Regions from separate parts of the Ovis aries genome. Here region 2 is linked to region 1. Evidence: chromatin contacts called from public Hi-C data. All regions are on one chromosome and are shown on one strand. Each heading gives the region's core, a stretch centred on a gene start, on an enhancer-like site or on the middle of the called end of the contact. The rest is flanking DNA. Distances are from core to core; before and after follow the strand shown.

What was found. A called contact is a pair of places that touch in the nucleus more often than the background predicts.
Region 2: a Hi-C map of liver shows a contact between it and region 1, with 4 times the contacts expected there. The contact joins the promoter of GRTP1 here to the enhancer-like site in region 1. A contact is called at or near these places in 4 of 16 Hi-C or Micro-C datasets (hypothalamus, liver, muscle and 1 more).

Annotation. Positions count from the first base shown.
Region 1 is chr10:85,753,320-85,756,571 of ARS-UI_Ramb_v3.0, reverse strand. The region is part of intron 2 of MCF2L (MCF.2 cell line derived transforming sequence like); the gene reads right to left. Among named protein-coding and RNA genes, the nearest start is that of MCF2L, 14 kb to the right of the region's middle. Within about 2 kb of position 1,526, at least 2 of the 54 cell types and tissues checked have an H3K27ac peak or open chromatin away from gene starts, as enhancers often do. A contact at or near this core is called in liver, where this site is marked.
Region 2 is chr10:85,958,897-85,961,968 of ARS-UI_Ramb_v3.0, reverse strand. It overlaps GRTP1 (growth hormone regulated TBC protein 1), which reads left to right and starts at 1,684. Exons shown (of 8, transcript XM_042255098.1): 1 at 1,684-1,841; 2 at 2,075-2,226. The coding sequence starts at 1,795.

The sequences.
Region 1 (3,252 bases), core at 277-2,776:
TGAACTCTGGGAGTTGGTGATGGACAGGGAGGCCTGGCGTGCTGCAGTTCATGGGGTCGCAAAAAGTTGGCCATGACTGAGCGACTGAACTGAACTGAACTATGAACAGAGCTAATAGAAGCTTGCGTGTGCGTGAGCCCGTGTGAACGTTTCCTTCCTCTGGGATAGACGCCCAGGAGTGCGCTTTGCTGGGCTGGGTGACAGCCGTGTGTGGCGGTTTCCTGGCAGGCAGTTTCCAGATGGCTGTGCCCCTGAACATTCATCGCCACCGACACAGAGGCTGACACCTGCACCCCAGCTTCCAGAGCCGCCCCTGCTCTTCAGGGCAGCCCGCGTGAGGGCGTGCGGGGCGGCTCGCAGAGGCTGTGCTTTCCCAAGCTCCTTCCACCTGCAATCAGCACCTCTTCACCTCTGCTTCCCGCTTCCTGCCGGGACTGTCTGCTTCTATGCTGGTGCGCTTTGAGACTTTCTTTGTGGCCTGCAAGTATTTTCTCCTGCCTGTAGGTCATCCTAGCGGGGGCCTTTGGAGAGCATACGTGTTTCATTTTGACAAAGTCTAATTTACCCATTTCTCCTTTCACCCTGTTTTTGGCATCGGGTCTGGGCACTCTTCGTGTGTCCCTAGGTCCTGAATATCTTCTACTATATTTTTTCTGCACTTTTACAGTTTTGTGCTTTGTGCTGGAGTCTGGGGCCCCGCTGACTCAATCTCTGTGTGACGTGTGAAACCGAAAGTCACCGTCTTCTGTTGGGTTGGTTTTCCCTGTGATGTCCGACGGCTCCGGGCCACTTGCTGAAAGGCTGTGTCTCCTCCACTGAGCTGGCTGCCCACCCCCGTCGGGAAGCAGTGGGCTTGCTGTCTGACTCTCTGTTCTCCACTGTCTTCTGTCCCTCGACCGACTCCTCCCGTCCTGATGGCTGTGGCAGAATAATCCCTGGTGTCACAACAGCTTCTCCTCCTCTCTTCTTACTCAAGACGTCTTAGGTATTCTAGCTCCGCTGACTTCCCACACAAACTTTATGACAGCCTTGTCTATAATTTTTTTGTTGTTGTTGAGATTTTGATAGGAATTCTGCTCATTGGTTTGGAGAGAATTGACGTCTTTACTATATCAAGATGTCCGATCCGCAAGCGAAATGTGTCTCTCCATTTATTTAAATCTCTGAGTTCCCTTGTCAGCATTTTCTAGTTTCACGCTCTGTTCATGGTGTTTGGAGCTGCACCCAAGCATTTCATTTCGGGAGCATGTGAATGGCATTGTATTTTTAACTTTGCTGTCCATGTTCACTGCTATCCAGAGGAATACAATAGATTTTTCCAGTGTTTATCTTGCATCCTGCAGCCTTGCTAACCTCACTTATTAGCTCTAGGAGCGTTTCTGTAGAATCCTCGGGATTGCATAGTTAGATAATCGCGGCGTCTGTAAACACGGACTGTTTAATTTTTCCTTGCCAATCTCCTTGGCCTTTATTTCCTCTTCCTGACTCGCTGCACCAGCTGAACTTCCGACCCGCTGCTGAGAACACGGCTCCCGACCGTGCGGCGGCGAACACAGCTCTGACCAGTGAGTGCAGCCTCAGCCGCAGGAGTTCTTGGTGAACATTTACTGGCAACTTAAGGAAGCTCTTCCATGTTCCTGTTTTCCTAAAAGGGTATTGAATTTTGTCAAATACTTTTTCTACATTGATTGAAATAAGCATGTGATTTTTTCAGTTCATTAAAGGGTGGATTACACTGGTTAATTTTCAAATATTGATTCAGCCTTGCGTTCCTGGATTAAACCCAACTTGGCATGGTAAGTGATGCTTCCTATTCGCCGCTTAGTTCTGTTTGCTAATATTTTGTTATGGGCTCTTGTATATTCATGAGGGATGCTGGCGCACGGTTCTCACGTGGTTTTGTCAAGTTTGGGCGTCAGTATAACACTTGCCTCATAAGATGACCAGGAAGAGAGTGTGAAGAGCTGGCGTTCTTTAATGCCTGGTAGAGCTCCTGAGTGAGACCATCTTGATCTGAATATTCTTTTTTGAGAGTTTTAAAATTATGAATTCAATGGGTGTAATAGGTTCAGACTACTCAAATTAGCCTGTTTCCTGCAGACTGGCTTGTGATAGTCTGTGCTTTTTAAGAAATGTTTCTCTGCCTCTAGTTTTCAGACATTCGACTCTATGTCTTGGTGTGGTTTGGGGGAAGTTTATTCTAACTGGGGTTCTATCACCTTCTTAAATATTTGGGTCTGTGTCTTCGGCAGTCTCCTGCCTTTATTTGAGTGTTTCCAGCCCGGCCCCCTTCTCTCCTGCAACTCCAAGGACGAGAAGGTCAGGTCACGGAGATCCCCTCGGCTCCCCGGGTTTCCCTGCAGCCTCTGTCCTCCGTGGTGTTCAGGGGGTGGTTTCTCTTCAGGTTCACAAATTCTTCTTGCTGTCCTCTCCCTTCCGTCGTTGAGCCCACCGACCGGGATTTTTTCTTTCGTTGCTGTATTTTCATTTCCGAAATTTCCATTTCCTTCCATCTTCTATTTCTTTGCTGAGATTTCTCAGTTTTCCCTTTTCCAGCAACGCGTTCTGTGCCGGTGGCTTCGACCTGTCTGCCGGGTGGTCCTGCCGTCTCTTGCGTTGGGTGGCCCTGCCTCTGTTGACATCTCTCGCCTTTTCTCTTTCCGTTTGAGATTTTCCTGGTTCCTGACGTGACAATCAGTTATTGGAGGAAATGTGGGGCTTTGGTGTACGTTATGAAACTCCTGAGTTTCAGAAAAATCTGTCGTGGCTGACTTTCTCTGGGTGCCGGCAGCCTCTCGTTACTGCTGCGGGTGGGGGGTCCTGGTTCCTGCTGAGGCGGCGGTCCGGCCTCCCCACGAGGCCTCCTCTGAGCCCCAGGGTGGGGGCTTGGGGCTCCGCGCTCTGCTCCCCACATCCCACTGTCCCGGTGGGGGCGGCCTTGTCCCGGGGCGGCGGGCAAGTCCTGGGCCCACGAGGCCTCCTCTGAGCCCCAGGGCGGGGGCGCGTCCAGGCTCCCATGAGGACTCCCTGCGTGGTCTGCACCCACTTCGTGTCGGCGTTGGGACGGGACCCGTCATCACTCATGGGCGCAGGGGGGCCTCGTGCACCCCACCACAGTGCAGGCAGGAGGCTGGGGTCCTCCGCTCCCAGGGCCTGGCGGGCAGAGGGCAGTGTCCCCACGGGGTCTGGCAGGGCGGAGCAGGGCCGTCCAGAGGCTCAGCCCTTCCTGCCCGGGTCCTGGGGGAGACGGCA
Region 2 (3,072 bases), core at 435-2,934, 210 kb before region 1:
CCAGGATGGGTCGACGCCAGGCCTGCACTGGTGGAAGGGCCAGTCACCGTGCCTGTGGACCGGCGTCTGCAGGAGGCACCTGGGGTGAAGGCCGAGGAGGGGTCTTGAAAGGGGTCCTGCGTCTTCTTTCAAAAGCAAAGCAAACTAGGCTGAGGGCTTGGAGAACTTTCCCAGAACCAGCAAATGGGGGGCCTTTGCGGTTCTGTTCAGCTGAGCACGAATTTCCTACAGACCTCATGGAAACGGACAGACAGACGCCCCCACTTTGGGGCAGGCATGCTCCCCAAATTACTTTCCAGGCTCCTTGCTCAGCCCTCCGACGGGACGCTCCGGAAAAACCAATGCTGAGCGCCAGGCGAGTTCACAACAGCCGAGCAGGCACTCGCCACCAGAAACAACATCAGAGTCCCAGGGAGACACTGTCCCCAAGGGCCGGGCCCGGTGGAGTGGGCCGTGCAGCCTGTGGCTCCATGGCGTCAGTGGGCTGGTGCCTCACCACGCCTGACTTCTGCTGTTCTGAGCCCAGTTCTTAAAAAGAACCCTTGGGATGCCGGGGAGGCTACGAAAGTCCCTTAAACCTTAAAGAACCTTAAAATCCTCTTATCTCACCGCGTTTCCAAAGTAAAACTCAAAATGCAGCTTATGCACATTCTCACGGCCTCCCAATACGAGAGGCGGTTTTCAGGCCATCCATGGAAACACCAGGACGCGCGCGGGGCCTGACAGGGAGGACGCTGTCCTAGGCCAGGGCAGAACTGCCGGCACACGCATGGCGACCACCACGTTGGTGTCTGCAGGCGGGTCCCCTGGAGTAAAAGGCCTGCAGGCTGGGCGGCACGTCTGTTCCCTCCCAGCCGTGACTCACCCTCCCCAAGTCCTGTGCATCTGTGGGGAGAAGCCTGGGGGGGCGCCTCTGACTCCTCTGGGAGCGGAGGGGACGCGGGCACTGTCAGCCCTGGTCACCCCAGACGGCCACTGGGCAGGGCGTGCCCACCCTCCCGCGTGGGCAGTGCGGGGGGTGGGGGGGCGGCTATGAGCAGCGCCTGCACCCCTCCTTCTGAGCCTCGTTTGGGGCGGTGGGAGGCAGGGACAGGCTGATTCCGCCGGGGTGGGGGAGGGGACGGTGGCACCCGGATTAAGATCCACTTATTCGCGTGTTATTTTCAGGGGGGAAAGTGTAGGCTGAAAGAGAACAAGTTAAATATAAGACGATCGTTTTCTGTAAAAAGAACATTAAACCATCGGTCACAGGTCAGGACGCCGGCCTTTGGACCCGCGGGGCACGGAGGCCTGGCCGGCTGTCTGAAGAATCTAAGCTGGACTCACCTCCTCCCACCTCGGCTGCGGCAGAGAGGCCCCGGGGCGCGGGGCGGCGGGAGCCGGCGCGCCGGCCGGGCCGCCAGCCTCCGGGGCCCAGGCCCCTCTCCCCGCCGGGGGCCGTCCCCGCGCCCCCACCCCCCGCGCCCCTCCCCCGCGCCCCTCCCCCGCGCCCCCATCCCCCCGCGCCCCTCCCTCGCCCCCCGCCGGGGCCCCCGCGCCCCTGCCCCGCCGCCCCGGCTCCGGGCTCCCGGCTCCGCGCGCCGGAGCAGGTGCAGCCCCTCCCGCCCCCTCCCTGCGGGCCGCGCCCCGCCCCCCGGGGCCCCAGGCGGCCCCGCCCCCGGCCCCGGCCCCGCCCCCGGCCCCGCCTCCCGGCGCCCGCGGCCCGGCGGAAGGACGCGCGGCGCCCCGCGCCCCGGGAGGTGAACGCGGCACCCCGGCCCCGCGGCCCGCGCGCCCCCTCCCGCCCCTCTCGGCATGGAGGCCGCGGGGCGCGCGCAGGCGGCGCGGGGCCGTGTCCCCAGGTGGGCGCGCGGGGCCGGGCCGCGGGCGGGGGCGGCGGTGCGGGCGCCCGCGCGCCCCTGGGCGGCCCCTGCGCTGCGTGCGCGCCCGCGCTCGGCCCGCCGCCGCCGCCGCTGCGGGGCCGGGAGGGGGGCACGCAGCCCGCGCGCCCCGCGCGGGGCCCGGGCGGCGGGGTGCCGAGGGTCCCGCGTGCACGTGCGCGCGGAACTTCACTCTGCGCCTTTTTGTGCGGCAGGATCGATCCGTATGGGTTTGAAAGGCCTGAGGACTTTGATTATGCAGCTTACGAAGAGTTTTTTTCCGCCTACCTGGCGATCCTCACCAGGAGGGCCATCAAATGGTCCAGACTCCTAAAGGGCGGAGGTGCTGTCCAGAGGAGCATGACCGGTGAGTTCGGCGCCTGACCCAGAGGGTGCGCAACACGTCGTGCGGTCCTCGGTGCGTGCGCTCGGGGCCGCTCAGGACTTGGGGTTCCTTCGAGGCCAGGGGCGCTGCCCCTATCCCAGCCGTGCCCCGCGCAGGCGCACGGGTGAGGGCGCTGCGCGGTCCAGGTGCGAGGCCCCCTTTCCTCGCCTGGACGTGGGGCCTGCTCGCCCTTTGAGACGCTTGGCGCCCGTGGCCGTCTTTCCAGAAGAAGCCGGGTTTCCTGCTCCTCAGAGCGAGCGGCCAGGGCAGTGCCCCCGCCGGCTTCTGTGCGGAGCGCTCCCTGCTCCCTTCAGAGAGAAAGCGGGGGGGCTCCCTGGACCCCTCAGCTCCTCCCCGGCTTCCGCGCCCCACGCTGTGACCCGGGGCCTCCTTCAGGTCTGGACTGGAGCGCCTCCTCCGGGAAGCCTTCCAGCCCCACCCCGCAGCTCCCCGCCTCCTGCCCTCTCCTTGCCTCTCTGGGCCTCCACGTGTGGGTCTCACTTTATCCTTAGTTTCCGCGCTGGGGTCAAGATCCCTCTGTGCCGGCTGGGTTGGCTGGACGGTCCCTTAGCTGTTTGTTGAATAAATGAATGAAGTCTTTGCCTGCCTGCTCCCTAGCTGAGGATACAGAGGCCAGACCTGCCCGCTGGAGGTGAGGGGTGGGCAGGAGTGTGCCCCCGGGGGCCTCCTGACACGGTGTTAACGACAATGAAGGGGTGAGGACAGGGGTCCCATCCGCGGGGGGCTGAGCTGTGTGACCAGAGCGTTAGGGGTGAGGAGAGGAGGGCCAGAGGTGGAGCACGGCCCGCAGCAGCTCAGGTGGGCACA